Regions from separate parts of the Rattus norvegicus genome. Here region 1 is linked to region 2. A link is a contact called in public Hi-C data. All regions are on one chromosome and are shown on one strand. Each heading gives the region's core, a stretch centred on a gene start, on an enhancer-like site or on the middle of the called end of the contact. The rest is flanking DNA. Distances are from core to core; before and after follow the strand shown. Region 1 has its middle 29 kb from the start of Odf1. Region 2 has its middle 48 kb from the start of Ubr5.

Region 1 (4,745 bases), core at 1,988-4,487, 140 kb before region 2:
CACCAGCTGAGTTGAACTTGGTGGCTCACATATCTAACGTGAGTACTTTGGGAACTGAGGCAGGAGGCTCACCACGGATTCATAGTTGTTTGTTTGTTTGTTTTTTTGGACTATATAAGACCCTGCTCAAAAACAAAACAAAAGCAGCTAAGCAAAATGCACTAACTACAGTCAATGTATCTGTTTCTAAAAGAAGGTAATAGGAGTGTGTGTGAGGGCCCCTGGCAGGATTTAGGTCGCGGGGCACTCTATTCCTTCTGCTCTCATCAGGACCCATCCCCCTCTTGCACAGTGACCTCCTTCCCTAACCAAGGCCTCCTGGGTACTTCCTTGAATCAGAGGCTGGATGCAGATAACCCGCCTGCTGTCTGTCCCAGGGTTTTGTCTCTTAATGCAGCTTGCCCCACACCTCCGGTTCGCCAGTGCGGTGCCTGGCCCGGAGGACGCCCGGGCTAGCCGCTAGGGGGTGATGGAGCCTCCCTTTGAATTCTAAATAAAGCCAAAAAGACGGACAGCTCCGAGGTCTCTCATTGCTCCAATCCCAAAGCTTCAAAAACAACACAAGAAACATCCGGGAAGGAGTGCAAACCATGCAGATAGTATTGGCTACCCAGAGAGGACGGTTTGCACCCATTTACAGATAGAGTGAACCAAAAAGGAAAAAAAGAAATCAAAGCAGAGCTCTCACCGCAAAGGTGAGGAATGGCGTGTCTTTCTGTTACAGTCTGCTCCGCATTAAGATGCTCCTCTAGTAACAGGCCGCTATTCTCTTGTAGGCATTTGACAAGAAAAAACAAACTTCGACCTTTTCTCACTCCTTCCACAATCTCTTTTATTGTATTTGTCACGTGCTTTAAGGTCTAAATTAAGAAATAGAAATGCAATCAGTGGCGTGGTTCTTGACAATTAGCTTGGCTTCCTGGTCCGCCAGGACCTTGGGAGCCCTCTGCGGGCCCTCACAGTGATGCCCCCTAGTGGTGGAGCCACAGTCTGAGCTATGACAGCGCCGCTATCCCTTTGGCAAGACAATACAGCTTTATCAGAATCAAAAATGTCCCTGCTTTCCGTGGGTCTCAGCTCTTACTGTGCACTGTTCAATGCATTGTTTATCTCGTCTTTAAAAAGTAAACTATCCCGCGTGTCTTCATACCGAGTCAAGAATGGTGGTGGTTCATTTAAAAAAAGCTCTTCCTGTCTCTGTGGGCCTACCTGGACCATATGGGACATTCCCCTTGTATCTCTCTGTCTCAACCACATGCTGCTTATAAGTGCAGGGAGAAGGTGATGGGTGATAGGTGGGCAGAGAGGGCCTTGCTTGAATCCTATGGTCCTGGCTTGCTTGGCAGACATATGACCTAACCCCTCTGGGAAAGATGGGAAGAGATGAATCAGTCCAACACCCTCCTCAGTAACTGCTATACACAGTCAAGTTTCACATCCCCTGACTTCCTTAACTTCCAGCTCCGCCCCTCTTTGTCGGACCACCTTGTCCCTCCAGTATCTCTACCTGGCCCCTGGAGAGAGGAGGCACACTCAGGCACAGTCTTGCCTGTTAGACATGAGGCTGTTGGAAAGCAGGGCCGCTCTCCCAAAGTTCAGGAAGCACAGTTCAGACCCTCAACGCATTCCCTGGAAGCTTCCTTGGCTAGCTGATGTGCTGCAGGGGTAGTCCTTTCTACTCACCACTAACCACATTTACCAGAAACCTCCTTGGATGAGGGTTGTGGTCAGACATGGCTCCTTGGTCTTTCCTTTCTGCTGTGTGTGTGTGTGTGTGTGTGTGTGTGTGTGTGTGTGTGTGTGTTGTGCATGTACACATGGAGACCAGAGCAGACAACCTCAGGTGTTATTTCTCCTGCACAATCCACCATTTTGTTTTGAGACAGTCTCTCACTGCCCTAGAGCCAAAATCAGAACCAAAAATATCCCAGTTTTCTGTGGGTCTCTCAATGGACAGGCTAGGCTGTACGGCCAATATTTCCCAAGGACACATCTGTCTTCAAGTCTCCATCCTTGGAGTATGAGTGGTGTCACCTCTCCTAGCTTAGAACAAACAAACAACAACAATGTCTGGGGAATGAGATTCTGGCATTCAGGTCCTTATGCTTGAATGGCTAATGCTTCATTGACTATGCCCTGCCCTCTCAGAGGCTTAACCGGTTCTCTTCTGTTCATCCCCAATTTCCCCACTGACCTGCTTTATCCTGAGCTGTTGTTTACTGTCTTAGTTTCTGTGATTATGGAGTGAATTGTACCTCACCCCAACTCACATATTCAAATCCAAACGCCTAACACTTCAAAATATGTCTGTTTTTGAAGATAAGCCCCCCCCCCCACACCCCTTAGAGACAAGGTCTCGTGTAGCCCAGGCTGTCCTGGAACTTCCTATCGAGCTGAGCCTGGCCTTAAATTATTACTTTTTTAGTTAAAGGTGTTTATTATTTTATGTGTATGGATGTTTTGCCTGTGTAGCACATATGTGTAATGGCCTGAGGCCAGAAAAGGCATGAGATAACCTGAGACTGGAATTACAGAAAATTAATTCAGGTACTGTTAGCCTATGCCTCTGCCTCAGACGTTGACTTGTGGGACTGCAGTCAGCTAGAAACTCCGATGAAGAGACTTTACTCCCAAACTCACTCTGTGACTGTTGGCAGTGGCCGCCACTGACCGAGGACTAGAGGTGATGTCAGTTCCTCACCACTGAGCGTCTCCATGGGGCAAATCTGGTTGGAGTGGCTGACTACACATCGAGCAAGGAATGGATGGGCTAAGTGGAACACAGCCTTTAAAATCCTTATTCCTTGCTTACTTTATGAGATGAGTATGGACTTGTGAATGCTAGACAAGTACTACTGCTGAGCTACAGAACCAACCCCAGCCTGACCTTCTTATAACCCGGCGTCATAGTGGCAGCCATGACATTTGGGGTACTCCACTCAGTAGAGGCAAATCAAGAGGCTCAGCCTACAAACGAGGGGAGGGAACTGCACACACACACCCGTGCCCATGCGCATGCGTGTGCACACACAACTTCTGGACAACTCTGACCTGGGTGCTGGCCGGGGGCCACTGAGCAGTGCAGTCTAGCATCCTATTTAGGAGCTCCTCGGCTCACTTAGCGCTAAGCTTGGTTTTGACATCTTCAATCAAAACAGAGGACTTAAGAAGGAGCCTGTAACAGTCCACTGAACTGGGGAGGGAGAAGGAAGAGTGTGGGCTCACATCTTGACAGATTTGGCAGTGAGAAGATAACAGGATGTCTCAATGGCTCTGTTTCCCAGTGAACTAGGAATTGTGGTTGCTAGCTAGAATTGAGTCATCGAGGGTGTGGCAAAGATTGCAAACTGAAACACAAAGGCACTTTTCTGGGGTTCCTTTTCCAGTTTATAGAGTGGCCCCGCCAAGAACTACATTTCCCAGAATCCTCCATACCCAGGGCACCATGAGTAGTTCTGGCCAATAGGGTAGGGCAGAAGCAAACCATGGCATTTCCTAGCCAGGGAGCCTTGCAAGAGGCTTCTTTTTTCTGAGGCTAAAGCATTTCGAGACTCCAGGAAGGACTCACAAGGTAAAAAGGCCCCTGGGCCACAGAAAGACAAAAATTAAGAAGACCTGCTCTGCTGTACATGAGCAGGGAACAGGAATTATTTCTGACGCCACTGAAAATGTAGTTTGATGACGGCAGCAGGTGGGATTACCATAACAATCTGATCTCATGGGCTAAAAACTTGAGAAATAGCACTTGACTGTCAATGAGTGGCAGCTGGCGGTGGGCCCGGCCTTTAGAGTCTCACTGACCTTGGCAGGACACTGGATAATGGTGACATAGTTCCATTGTCCGGGGTGGGCAGAGCTGCCCAACTGTGGCCCCAGAACCTAAATAAAACCCTAAGAGAAGGAAGAGTACCCTGAGAATGGCTACGACTGTACTTACTGCCACACTCTCTTACAAGTAGGTTTGAAATGACTGCGGCTCATCCTTAGAAACGCCAACAGCAGCAGCATTTGTGTGTGTTTGGAGTCAAACGAGTCTCCAGCTCTCCGCCCTGACAAGTCGGTAGGATGCCAGCCTGAGGGTTAAGAGTGCTGCCTCCTGTCCCTCATGTCTCACATTCACATGAGAGCAGGCCTGTCTTCTGACTGCCTGACAGAGCCAAGACGGTTCTGTTCTTCATCCGGCTTTATTTTGGGGCAATGCTAAGAATCTGTCCAATGACACACACACACACACACACACACACACACACACACACACACACACACACACACACACACAGAGACACCCCTTCTCCTGCCCAGCATTTTTTGGACAGCACCCTACATCTTTTGGAAAAGCAAAAGACAGTAAAGCAGCCTTGGTGAGCAGCTTTTTTTTTTTTTTTTTTTTAATTAACTTGAGTATTTCTTATATACATTTTGAGTGCTCTCCCTTTCCCGGTTTCCGGGCAAACATCCCTCTCCCCCCTCCCTTCTTTATGGGTGTTCCCCTTCCCATCCTCCCCCCCTTGCCGCCCTCCCCCCAACAATCTAGTTCACTGGGGGTTCAGTCTTAGCAGGACCCAGGGCTTCCCCTTCCACTGGTGGGTGAGCAGCTTCTAATGCAGGGCATAAGGCTCCTTTGGAGCAAAGGGTAGAGCAAATGACCTGCTCCAGGTGAGAACTTCCATTCCTTCCTTCCCCTCCAAAGTTCTGTGGTTACTGGGCATGAGCCGTCCAGCCTGGTTTACACGGTGCTGTGAGTT
Region 2 (4,836 bases), core at 167-2,666:
CTACAGAAGGAGTTCTAGGATAGCTAGGACTGCACAGAGAAACCCTGTGTTGAAAAACCACCACCACCACCAAAACTTAGATTCAATTATCTAAGATCATTCAAATTGTTTATTTCATACTAGACGTGCTGGAACGTTTGCGTTTTGTTTTTGTTTTTGTGAACCTGATATAGTGCTAGGGTCACCTAGGAAGATGGAGCCTCATCTGCTACCTGACAGGCTTTGGAAGCAAGCGGTTGCTGACTGATGTGGTAGGGCCTGACCACTGTGATGGGGCCACCCCTGGGCTTTTGGCCCTGGGTTATACAAGAAACCAGGCTGAGAAGCCAATAAGCAGCATTCTTCCAAGGTCTCTGCTTGAGTTCCTGCTTTGGCTTCCTTCAGTGACAGACTGTGATGGGGACATCAAAGCCAAACGAGCCCTATCCCCCTCAAGTCACTTTGATCATGGTCTATCACAGTAATAGACACACAGGGCACCAACCAAAAGTGCTTGCTTTCTGCTTTTAAAACACGCCCATGGCCAACCATGGTGGTTCACACCTTTAATCCCAGACAAAGGCAAGTGGATCTCTGAGTTCAAGGCCAGCCTGGTCTACATAATGTGTTCCAGGACAGCCAGGGCTACACAGAGAAACCCTGTCTCAAACCAACCAACCACACAAACAAACAATAAAGTGTCCCATGCCATCTTGTTGCACATGTTTTGTGTAGCGTTGTTTGTAGTAATCTTTATGGTTTATTTCGTTGGGTGTGGGGCTTGCACGCTAGGCATGTGCTCTACCTCCGACCTATATTTCACTGCCTGTATTACATGTTGATGTGTGGGTAGTGTACAACTATATCCCTGTCTTATTCCTAATATCGAATTCTTCCTGACGTCTCGGTCTTGCTACTTATCTCTGCACGGCAACGATCTTTTTATCAAAATATCGCTTTCACTGTTTGCCTTTATTGTTGTTTTCAGTGATTTTTCACTCTCTATTCCTTTCTCTTTTTTTTGCTTTTTTAGGTTAGGTGAGAGTTTTCCTTTTTTGCAGTGCTGAAAAACAAACCCAGGATCTCTCATTTGCTAAGCAAGTTCTGTACCATTGAGTTCTAACCCCAGGCCTCTCTAATTCTGACTGTCAGGGATAGAAGTTTGACCTTCTATAGCCCATGTGGCTCCCACTGACATCACAGGGCATGGGGTAGCCTAGCTGCTGCTAGGCATAGGCAAAGTCCTACTCCGACACCATCCCAGTGGGCAAAAAGTGTCTCATTATGGGTGTGGGTAACGTGCAAGCCGGGGCTGCCTGTGTGGTCTCTGCTGCTGGTAGGGATGGAGTTCTCAGGTCCCACTACAGGCCTCTTCCACTGCACGCTGAGTGGTTTTATATTCACAGTGTACACTCAGCGTTTGCTCCACAGCCCAGGAAGGGTCCAGGCTCCCGTTCAGCCTTTTCTGACAGTGGTGGAATGGGGGCCACGGCTTCTCTGTGGTGTTTGGCTACAGTTAGAGCCATTTTTTTTTTCAACTGAAAATGTTCTGTTTTTTTATCAGCCGCCCCTTTCTCTCGGGGCCTTGGCTGGAGAGAGAAGGCTTTTGTTGGAGCTTTTCTCCTCTTAGCCTGCTGGCATCTTGAAGCTGCTGGCTTACTCCCTTCCAAATCCAAGATCTATTAGGCAAAGAAAAAACCAAAACCCACTGGGAACTCGCTACCATGCTGTTCCTTGGGTCACCATGTTCCTAGGCGATCTGTCTTCTCTCCATGGCCAGAGTGTTTGATGTTGCTGGTTCTGTTGTTGGGTTTTGTCATGCTAGGGGCCAAAGCCAGGGCCTCAAGCTCCCCTCCTGCCCCGTTATGTTTGTCTCTGTATAACATTCTTAGGTCTTAGCTGTACTCAGTAGGGGAAATAGCTTGAAGTTATTGGTCACCCAGCTATTTATTCTGTGTGCAAATGTGCACATGCACATGGACGTCAGAGTTACTTCTCTTCCCACCTCATTTTGAGGAGTCCAGTCCCTGTTATTCAGACTGAGGTAGTGTGTATGTGCTTCTAGCTTCTCCTGTCTTTGCCTTCCAGTCCAATAGAAGTTCTAAGGTGTGAGTCTTTTTTTTTTTTTTTTTAAATGGGTTCCACAGTGTGATCTCAGGTTCACTCATCAGGCCTGCATAACAAGTATGTTCATCCACTGAGTCGTCTCACCGGCCTAGCCATTCCATTTCCTGTCCTTTCATCCTCGACATAATGGTTTTCGTGACACAGTTCAGAGAGATACATCATACCCGTAGAGTATGGTGACAACGTCTAAATATGAACGCCCTTTCCCACCAGCCTGAACTGAGTCTCAGGGCCAGAGTTTGTTGCAAGGAAGGCTAAAAGGTGCAAAGTTTACTCTGGGTGGCCATGTGACCCTGTTGTTCTATTGCCAAACTAGAAGAGGGTAGTAAAAAATGTCTGACAATCCCTGGGTTGGAGTACATACATATGTGCTGACCCTGGGTTCAAACCCTACAGTGGGGAGAAAGGAAATCAGTAGAGATGGCCACCAGGCAGGCTGGCAATCCTCTAGAGACTCCAGATAAGTGTGACTGGGACCATGGGACACCCAAGACTCATGTTCAGCTCGATTCATATTCCAAAGCGATTAACTCTGCCGTAGAGTGAAGTCCACACAAACAGCACAGCCTGGGGGAAAATGAACTATTAAAGCAAAGCCCACCCGCTTTGACAAGGCACCCAGTTAGGACTCAGAAACCCAATCTCCCTAGAGCAAGCAGATATTCCAGTGACCAGTACACCAAAATTCTCTTACTATCCTCTCAGGAGACAGATAACCTGAGGATGCTCACTGGAAAAGCTTTAGTTGTGATGTTCAATGTGATAGCCATCATAAAACCCAAAACATTAAAGGTTTATCATTTCACCTACCTATTTGCCATGACACAGGGAACTAATGGCTTAATAACTGTGAAATTTACCCAAATCAAAGCTCATCTCAGGAGGGGCTAGGGAGAGACCAGGTCAGTAGAGAGCTTGCTTAGAGTGCACAAGCCCTCAGTTCCATGCTGGCGATGTGTAAGCCAGGACCAATGATGCACTGTCATAATCCCAGTGTTAGAATTGTAGGGGAGGAGGCAGGAGGGTCAGAAGTTCAAGCAGGTCATCCTCAGGTACATATAACACATTGTAGCTAGCCTGGGCTACATGAGACTGTCTTAAAACCAAAACCAAAAATGAACATCTGGGAGGCTGTGGTGGGAGGACTGTCATGTGATTAAGACCAGCTTATATGTTCCCTCCGTGTGTGTGTGTGTGTGTGTGTGTGTGTGTGTGTGTGTGTGTGTGTAGTTGGAAAGGATAGATGAAAAGCCCACACGACTTTGAATGCAGAAACCTAGCTACTAAAACAAGTTTGTAATCGTTGCCTGTCCTCTGAAATGAATTCCGATTGTGGCCAATGATGATAATGTTTGGTGAATACCATGCCCTTGGGTAGATCCAAAGACTACAGATCACTAGGATGAAGGCTTCTCCCAGAACTACTACTCAATGAGCTGTATGAATGCCTCAAGGACCTCAAACTTCTTACTGGCCAGAGACAGCTGGGTCCTGTTTCTCCTCCAAATTCTGAGTACTTAATGTAGTAATGTCAGGTCCTACAGCAGTGCTCTAGAAGGCTGAGCATAGCGAGTATGGTTGGGACAGGTCTTGCCCTTCCCCCACTCCCTCTGCCTTGCTAAACTGTTAGATTACATCCGAAAGCAGGCCCCCTTCCTTCTCCCTTGTCTTCCCTGCCTTTGTCCCTCTGGGGCAAACAATCTCCTTTGTGCTGATAACTTGGTCTCCGTGTATCTTGTGCTGATTCTGCTCCTTTCAGACAGCATGGACAGAGTGTCAGAAGACTGTCACAGCTGCTGTAGATCCTGCATTTAAATGAAACATTAATGTCTGGAACTTTGAGTCTGTATCTGCAAGGGGAATGAATGGTCAGTACGCCATTCCTGGGTACCCAGGATCTCTCTTGCTTGTGGATGGGAGGATACATTAAATTGTCCTTTTACAGGTGAAACCATGTGGAGAGCCATCTTCTGTACACAGACCTTATTGCCATCTGTGGTGGTTTGCATATGCTTGGCCCACGGGAAGTGGCACTATTAGGAGATGTGGTCTTGGAGTAGGTATGGCCTTGTTTGAGGAAGTTTGTCATTGTGTAGGTGAGTTTTGAGGTCCTAAGCTCCACCCAATGTGGATGAGAGACCTTTCTCCTGGCCGCCTGCAGGAAGAAAGTCTCATCTGCTGCCATCAGATCAAGATGTAGAGCTCGTAGCTCCTCCAGCACCATGTCTACCAGCATGCTGTCACACCGCTCCGTGGTGATAATGGGCAGAATCCTGAACCTGTAAGCCAGCCCCATTACATGTTTCCCCTTATAAGAGTTGCCTTGGTCATGGTGTCTGTTCACAGCAATACAATCCTAACTAAGACACTGTCCTAGAGGGACAGTATGTGACCTTGGGCCTGTCCTGTCTCTAAGACCACATGTGCAGTTATGAGCTATGATGTGGTAGCAGCTCGATTATGCATGTGGTTTTGGGTAGACACAAATGCTGCTGTGGTCTCCCACATTCCAGAAGACGCTAGCATCACAGGATAGGAGGAGTATTAAAGTCCATGCCATTAGAAACAAGAAAGGCTGGTGTCTGGGATGGTCTGCAATTACAGACAGCTAAAGGAACGGAAGTAGGAAAAATTAAATCTTACTGTCACAAATAGTGTTACTAGTTCAGTCTCAGGGACTAGATGGGAATGAGGTCATGGTCTCAGGTGAAGTCTTCTGATGGGCCAGTT

The links. Hi-C and Micro-C count contacts between places; a contact is called where the count stands out from the background.
Region 1: a Hi-C map of frontal cortex shows a contact between it and region 2, with 1.6 times the contacts expected there. The contact joins two enhancer-like sites.

Annotation. Positions count from the first base shown.
Region 1 is chr7:71,293,338-71,298,082 of GRCr8, reverse strand. No RefSeq gene overlaps it. Among named protein-coding and RNA genes, the nearest start is that of Odf1, 29 kb to the right of the region's middle. Within about 2 kb of position 3,237, at least 25 of the 93 cell types and tissues checked have an H3K27ac peak or open chromatin away from gene starts, as enhancers often do.
Region 2 is chr7:71,155,496-71,160,331 of GRCr8, reverse strand. No RefSeq gene overlaps it. Among named protein-coding and RNA genes, the nearest start is that of Ubr5, 48 kb to the right of the region's middle. Within about 2 kb of position 1,416, at least 22 of the 93 cell types and tissues checked have an H3K27ac peak or open chromatin away from gene starts, as enhancers often do.